Linked DNA regions of Mus musculus: region 2 is linked to region 1. A link is a contact called in public ChIA-PET data. All regions are on one chromosome and are shown on one strand. The core of a region is the stretch at or near the end of the contact, and the rest is flanking DNA. Distances in the headings are between cores, read along the strand shown. Region 1 holds the start of Slfn2 (schlafen 2). Region 2 holds the start of AI662270 (expressed sequence AI662270).

The links. ChIA-PET counts read pairs in DNA pulled down with a chosen protein or histone mark.
Region 2: a contact with region 1 is called in an RNA polymerase II ChIA-PET map of memory CD8 T cells, with 182 read pairs. The contact joins the promoter of AI662270 here to the promoter of Slfn2 in region 1. A contact is called at or near these places in 13 of 39 promoter capture datasets (the 3T3-L1 cell line, the C10 cell line, the HPC-7 cell line and 8 more), 1 of 15 datasets of contacts at CTCF or cohesin (the NIH/3T3 cell line), 1 of 484 Hi-C or Micro-C datasets (B cells), 10 of 115 datasets of contacts at active chromatin or transcription factors (the 230-238 cell line, the HPC-7 cell line, acute myeloid leukemia and 7 more) and 3 of 9 other capture datasets (adipose tissue, embryonic stem cells and liver).

Annotation. Positions count from the first base shown.
Region 1 is chr11:83,063,709-83,066,440 of GRCm38.p6, forward strand. It overlaps Slfn2 (schlafen 2), which reads left to right and starts at 1,404. Exons shown (of 2, transcript NM_011408.1): 1 at 1,404-1,635. The coding sequence starts at 1,586. It overlaps Gm20234 (a long non-coding RNA gene), which reads right to left. Exons shown (of 2, transcript XR_388923.4): 2 at 2,033-2,348.
Region 2 is chr11:83,222,265-83,224,996 of GRCm38.p6, forward strand. It overlaps AI662270 (expressed sequence AI662270), which reads left to right and starts at 1,312. Exons shown (of 4, transcript NR_015519.1): 1 at 1,312-1,387; 2 at 1,946-2,046; 3 at 2,188-2,367.

The sequences.
Region 1 (2,732 bases), core at 154-2,653:
ATGCTCTCCTGGCTGCCTCCTTCCTTAAGCCTGGGCACTGCACTTTGTCCTTGATGGAGAAGTCCCCAGAGTTTGCTGCAGTTCTAATCCCAGACCTTTGGAGTTGAATTCCTTCTCACTGACTTTGGAACTGAACTGGAGCTCGGAGGAGGAGCTCGGAGGAGGAGCTCGGAGGAGGAGGAGGAGGAGGAGGAGGAGGGAGGAGGGAGGAGAGTGAAGAGGGGAGAGAAAGAAGAGAAGACTTCAGGCACACAGAGCATGGGCACTGGACTTTCTCCACCCAGCAGCTGCCTCTGTCCAGATGCTGCTCCTCCCTGGCTCCCCCACTTTCCCTACCCCTGTTCTTTTCTTCCTCATGTCCCTCAAAGCCCTGGTTGTTGGCTTGCCCTGGTCTCTGGCTAGTCTTGTGACATTCCTTAGGAACGGGAGGGTACAGTTCTGAGCAAGAGGTTGTGCTTGGGATACTGGAGGAGGGTGACTCATTGGACTCCCCCTAGCAACTTCTTCTTTCACCTCCTGACAAGTACAGAAGGAAAATTTTGTCTTTCTTCATTTTTGGTCTTCTTCATTACTGATGCAAATATTCTCCTTTACGTTTTTGCATGTTTCCATCAACCCACGAGAACTCCAGAAACCTCCTGTACTTTATTTCTTAAATTAGAGATTAAGAAAGAGATTCTAAAGGTCTCTGAGTCAGTTTCCTCAGAGCTGGTCTGGTGGTGACAGGCAATGAAACAGCCCACAGGGAAGAAAGAGCCCTGTTCTGGACCCTTAGGCTGGAGGGACAGTGGAGTTCTGGACCTCTGGAAGGGCAGTCAGTGCTCTTATCCACTGAACCATCTCTCCAGCCCTATTTCTTTTCTTTTCTTATCTTTTCTTTTTTAATATTTATTTTATTGGATATTTTCTTTATTTACATTTCAAATGTTATCCCCTTTCCTGGTCCTGGCCCCGGTCCTTCCTTCCTCCCCCAACTCCCTCTCCCATCCACCCCCAACTCCCTTTCCCTTCCCTCAAGCCCCCTCTCCCACCCCACCCCCCCTCCCCAATCAGTTTCTTAAGGCTGGTTAGGGAGGTGTTACTGTAACAAAGTAGCAAAAGAGGTGTACTGCTTTAGGGTAGCCCTGGGAATCCCATAGAGAGAAGGAATCTGCTGGCAGAGAGGATCCTGCTGTGCCCATCTTAAACCCGGGACTGGAGGGACTCTAAAGGCGTTAACAAGGGCACCTGCTCTTTTGAGCAAATGGACTTTGCTGCTTGGGAATGCCTGAGGCAGATAGAAATCTGACTAGTCAACTGTGAGCTTGTGTTACAGTCTGCCCAATAGAAAAGTGGAGGCAGGGCTTTCACTTCCTGGAGGGTGACAGTTCTGGGATTTCCAGTCTTCCACCAGTCTGTGCAATGCTTTAATGCAGCAAGGAACAAAGAACTCACATGGGCTTAGAGGTGAACACACAACCAGGGCTGCAGTTAGAACTCTTCCAAGTGCCAAAGCCCACCGGCGAAGACATCTGCTGGCCAGGACTTGTTGCAGACAGAGGGTCTTTCTCAGGTGACACTAGCCTGCTTTACCAAGACTGCTGACATGGGTACTAGACTTGAGGCAACTGAGCAAAGCAACCACAGAACTCAGAGGTAAGTAACCACAGACATATAGTCTACTCAAGTCCTACCCCTAATGTCATTTCTGTCCCTCACTTCCAACCCTGGGTACAGTCTAGTTGCTCTGGGACCATGGTTAGTTTCTGTCTCTACTGGCATCTTGGCTCCTTAGAGCCTTGGTAGCCCATTTTAACAAAGTGTTAACAAACCGGCTGTGAAGGGATTAGGCACCTGGTGAGCTGTCTGGGAGGGCAAATGCCTGTGTCTTCTTGGTTCAGGGGAGGACCAGGGAGAGAGCTTAGGTTCTGCTTGGCCTGAGCCTGAACTATTGAGGCAGACGGTGGGAGGATGAAAATGCAAGCCAGGCGTTGGGTACTTTTGGCAGGTCTGTGCCATGGTGTATCCCTGAGAAAATATGTCATGCAACAGATCTCGTGTAAGAGGTTTATTTGGGAGAGGAGAGTGAAAGGTGCCTCAGAGTTGAAACAGTAAGGAGGGAAAAGGGCAGACAGGCAGAGAGAGACATGGAAACACACAGGAGGTAAGGTTGAGAGAAATGAGAGCAGAGGAGGAGAAGGGGAGAGGAAGGGGGAGAGATATCTGTGGTGTGTGGGGCCCTTTTATCCACACACAGCAGGCACCTGGCACAGTTAGCAGGGGCAGGAGAAGAAATAAGCAGCCTCTAGTCCCTAGGAAATCAGGCTCCTGCTGGTCATCAGAGCATCTTGAGGGTTCCCCACTGGATCCTGTGGGAGGATAAGTAAATGTGTCTGAGCGACAGGAAGAAGGGGAACTGTATTCAAGATGAGAAACGAGATAGGTGCACTAGAGCCCTGAAAAGCTTATAATGTTCTCTTCCACCAACTGCCAAGCACTTTCAGAGGTGTGCAAAGAATTCTCCATCTCTTCTTTTCCTCCAAGAGGCAGCTACTACTGCTCCTGCCTCTGTGTTTGCCTGCCAATCTGCAGTGCCTGCATCTGGATGCCATGCTCTTTCCCTCTGAGGACAGCTAACAAGACACTTTAAATTCCAGACCAAAGTCTCTGAGAACTTTCTCTAGTCGACACTAGCATTTTGGGGGTTGGGGGGGTTGGGGGTTGGGGGGTTGGGGTGGGAGCGGCGGATGGGA
Region 2 (2,732 bases), core at 62-2,561, 160 kb after region 1:
CCAGGTTTTACAAAGCTCTCCATTGAGCCCGGGGATTTACTTGTGAATCCTTCATCCAACCCCATCCCCTTATGCATACTCAGTGTTCTGAGATGTGAAGTTTTTATCAATGCAGTTTTCCTGCTCCCAAGAAGCAGCTGAAGGTGGAGCTAGGCACCACCTGGAGCCCTGGGTGCAGCTGTGCCTTACAGCCCTGAGTCAGAACATACAAACATAGGATAGATACATAAGAGAGGACAATGACATGTAACGATTGGACTTCTTTCCTTCAGAGGTCCATCAGTCCCTCTTGTGTCATCTAGTTTCATAGCCTTCCAAGTCTTAACACACAAAGATGGATCAGATATTGACTTAAGAGACCAAAATATACATGACATCAAAGACAACTGTAACAAATGACTAGTGTCTCATAGAGGTTCCATCAGTCTGACAAGGAGAATGTAATGGACAGGAGTCTGTTTCAGAGGCATCCTTGCATAATCCCTGGAGTACCAGGCATCCTGGGGAATTCTCACTTTAGCTGTGCAACTAGACATTGGAACACTGATGACTGTGCCAGGTCCTTGGCCACTCTGATTTCTGCCTCCCAGCATCGCCTGAGTGCATCTGCAGGGTTTATGTTTATACTGGGTTTTGCTGGGAAAAAAAAAAATGAACGCAACCACTTCAGGCCAAATTTAAAGCAAACATTTATGAAATATTAAATACGGACCAAGACTACTGAGAGGAGCTTACAGGCTTGCTGTATGGAATCTTCTCAGGAGAGAGAAGACAAAAGGTCATGACTCTTGATTTCATCCACTGGCCAGCACTGAGTAAAACCAGGACTAACGATCTGGCACCAAAGGTAAAAGCAAAATCCTTGTAGTTGAGTTAGGGGTGCATTATGTGAAGGTGGCTCTCTATATACTCAATGTTGAGGGATAAACCATCAGCAAACTAAGCACTAGCCAGACAGCTGAGTGCGAGCCGGATCTTGGTATTATTTCTTTTTTTGTTGTTGTCGGGGTTTTTTTGTTTTTGTTTTTTTGTTTTGTTATGTTTTTTTGTTTTTTTCGAGACAGGGTTTCTCTGTGTAGCCCTGGCTGTCACTGGCACTCACTTTGTAGACCAGGCTGGCCTCGAACTCAGAAATCTGCCTGCCTCTTAGTATTATTTCTGTGGCCTATCAGAGGTCCTATATTTTGTAAATATTAGACCTTCTTTACTTGCTTATTGGCTGTAATAAAGAGCTGACAGCCAATAGCTGGGCAGAGAGTGGAGGGCAGAACTTCCTGGGGAGGGACTCTGGAAAAAGAAAGCAAAGGCGCCAAAGTCGCCTGGGGCCTCGGAGATGAAAGATGGACCTGAACAGGAGCAGAGACGCAGAGCTGGCCACACATGGAAGGTAATGCCAGGACAAATCGGGATGAACTAGAAAGTTGGTTGGAAATCTGCCCAGCTATAGGCTTAAGCTTTAAAATACCCGATAGCCTCTGTGTCATCATTTGTACTGCTTCTGGGTCAGAAAGTCCTGCTATATAACTGAAATCACACGGGGGGCCTCTTTAGAAGAAACTGACCAGTGCGGAAGGAACAATATCCTCAGATCATGGAGAGCAAGAGAAGGAAACACAGAAAATAACCATGAGGCCTGAGAAATGTTTTGAATGTATGTGAGATTTATCACATCCTTCCTGCAACCGCTCCTGTCACCCTCCCTGAAGGCTGTCAAGAAAGGACAAGGAGACCAGCATGTGGTTTTAGTTTCTGCCACAAGGCTCACATGAGTCCCTCTGTATCGCCTGGCTGGCCCTTCCTTCCTCCGCATCCAGGCTAACTTTAAAATCCAACCTGAAGGTTTTAAAAATCCAATTATAAGTTAGCCTATATATTAGATGGGGGGGGGGGGGAGGAAACTTCATATTAAAAGCCCTGTATAAAATGCACTCTTTACTGCATTGAGTTTGGTCAAGAGTTTTCGTGGCTGCCTGTTAGTTTGTGTTACCAAAACGAAACATTGAAACATCGGCATGGAAGTTTCTTCTAGGAGCCTGCCCCCAGTTGGTAAGTGAGGAAACATGCATGCCCCTGCCTGAATTAAGGGGGAGGGTTGGGTACAAAAGCAGGAAGTACGTAAAGATATGTGTTTGCTTCTAATTGGACCTGATGGGAAAGCCAAATGGCTTTATGGGTATACGCCTTTAGATGACTCTGCAAACTACCTCTGCCGCCATTTTCTGGGGACCCGGAGTGGTTCTGGGCAAAATCCTTCATCTTGGCTGAATGAAAAAGAGAAAGAAAGAAAGAAAACATGACTGGTCCTGGTTTTCGGCGCCATGTGTATGAGAAAAAGAAATAAAAAGAAAGGAAGAGGACTGGTCCCAGGTATAGTGGAAGAGAAAGTTTGTGGATTGAAAGGGAGGCAGAGCCACGGGGCAGAATCTTCTTGGAGCGTCCAGAATGAACATGTCCCTAGCTTTTTTAGGAGATGGAGGAGAGGGAGGGAGGAAAGAGAGGTACCAGGTGCAGCAGCCCGGGTTGGCATTTTGTCTAGGCTCTGCCCACAGTTTCTGGCAACAGCCAGGTATACCTGACTCACTATAAAAGGGACTGCTTGCCCCCTCCTCACTTTTGCTCTCTGCTCTTCTCCTCTTGCCCTTGCTCCCTTACTCACTTCCTCCCTCTCCTCATTCCCCTCCCTACTCTCCACGTGCTCATGGCCAGCCACTACTATCTCTGCCTTTCTCTGT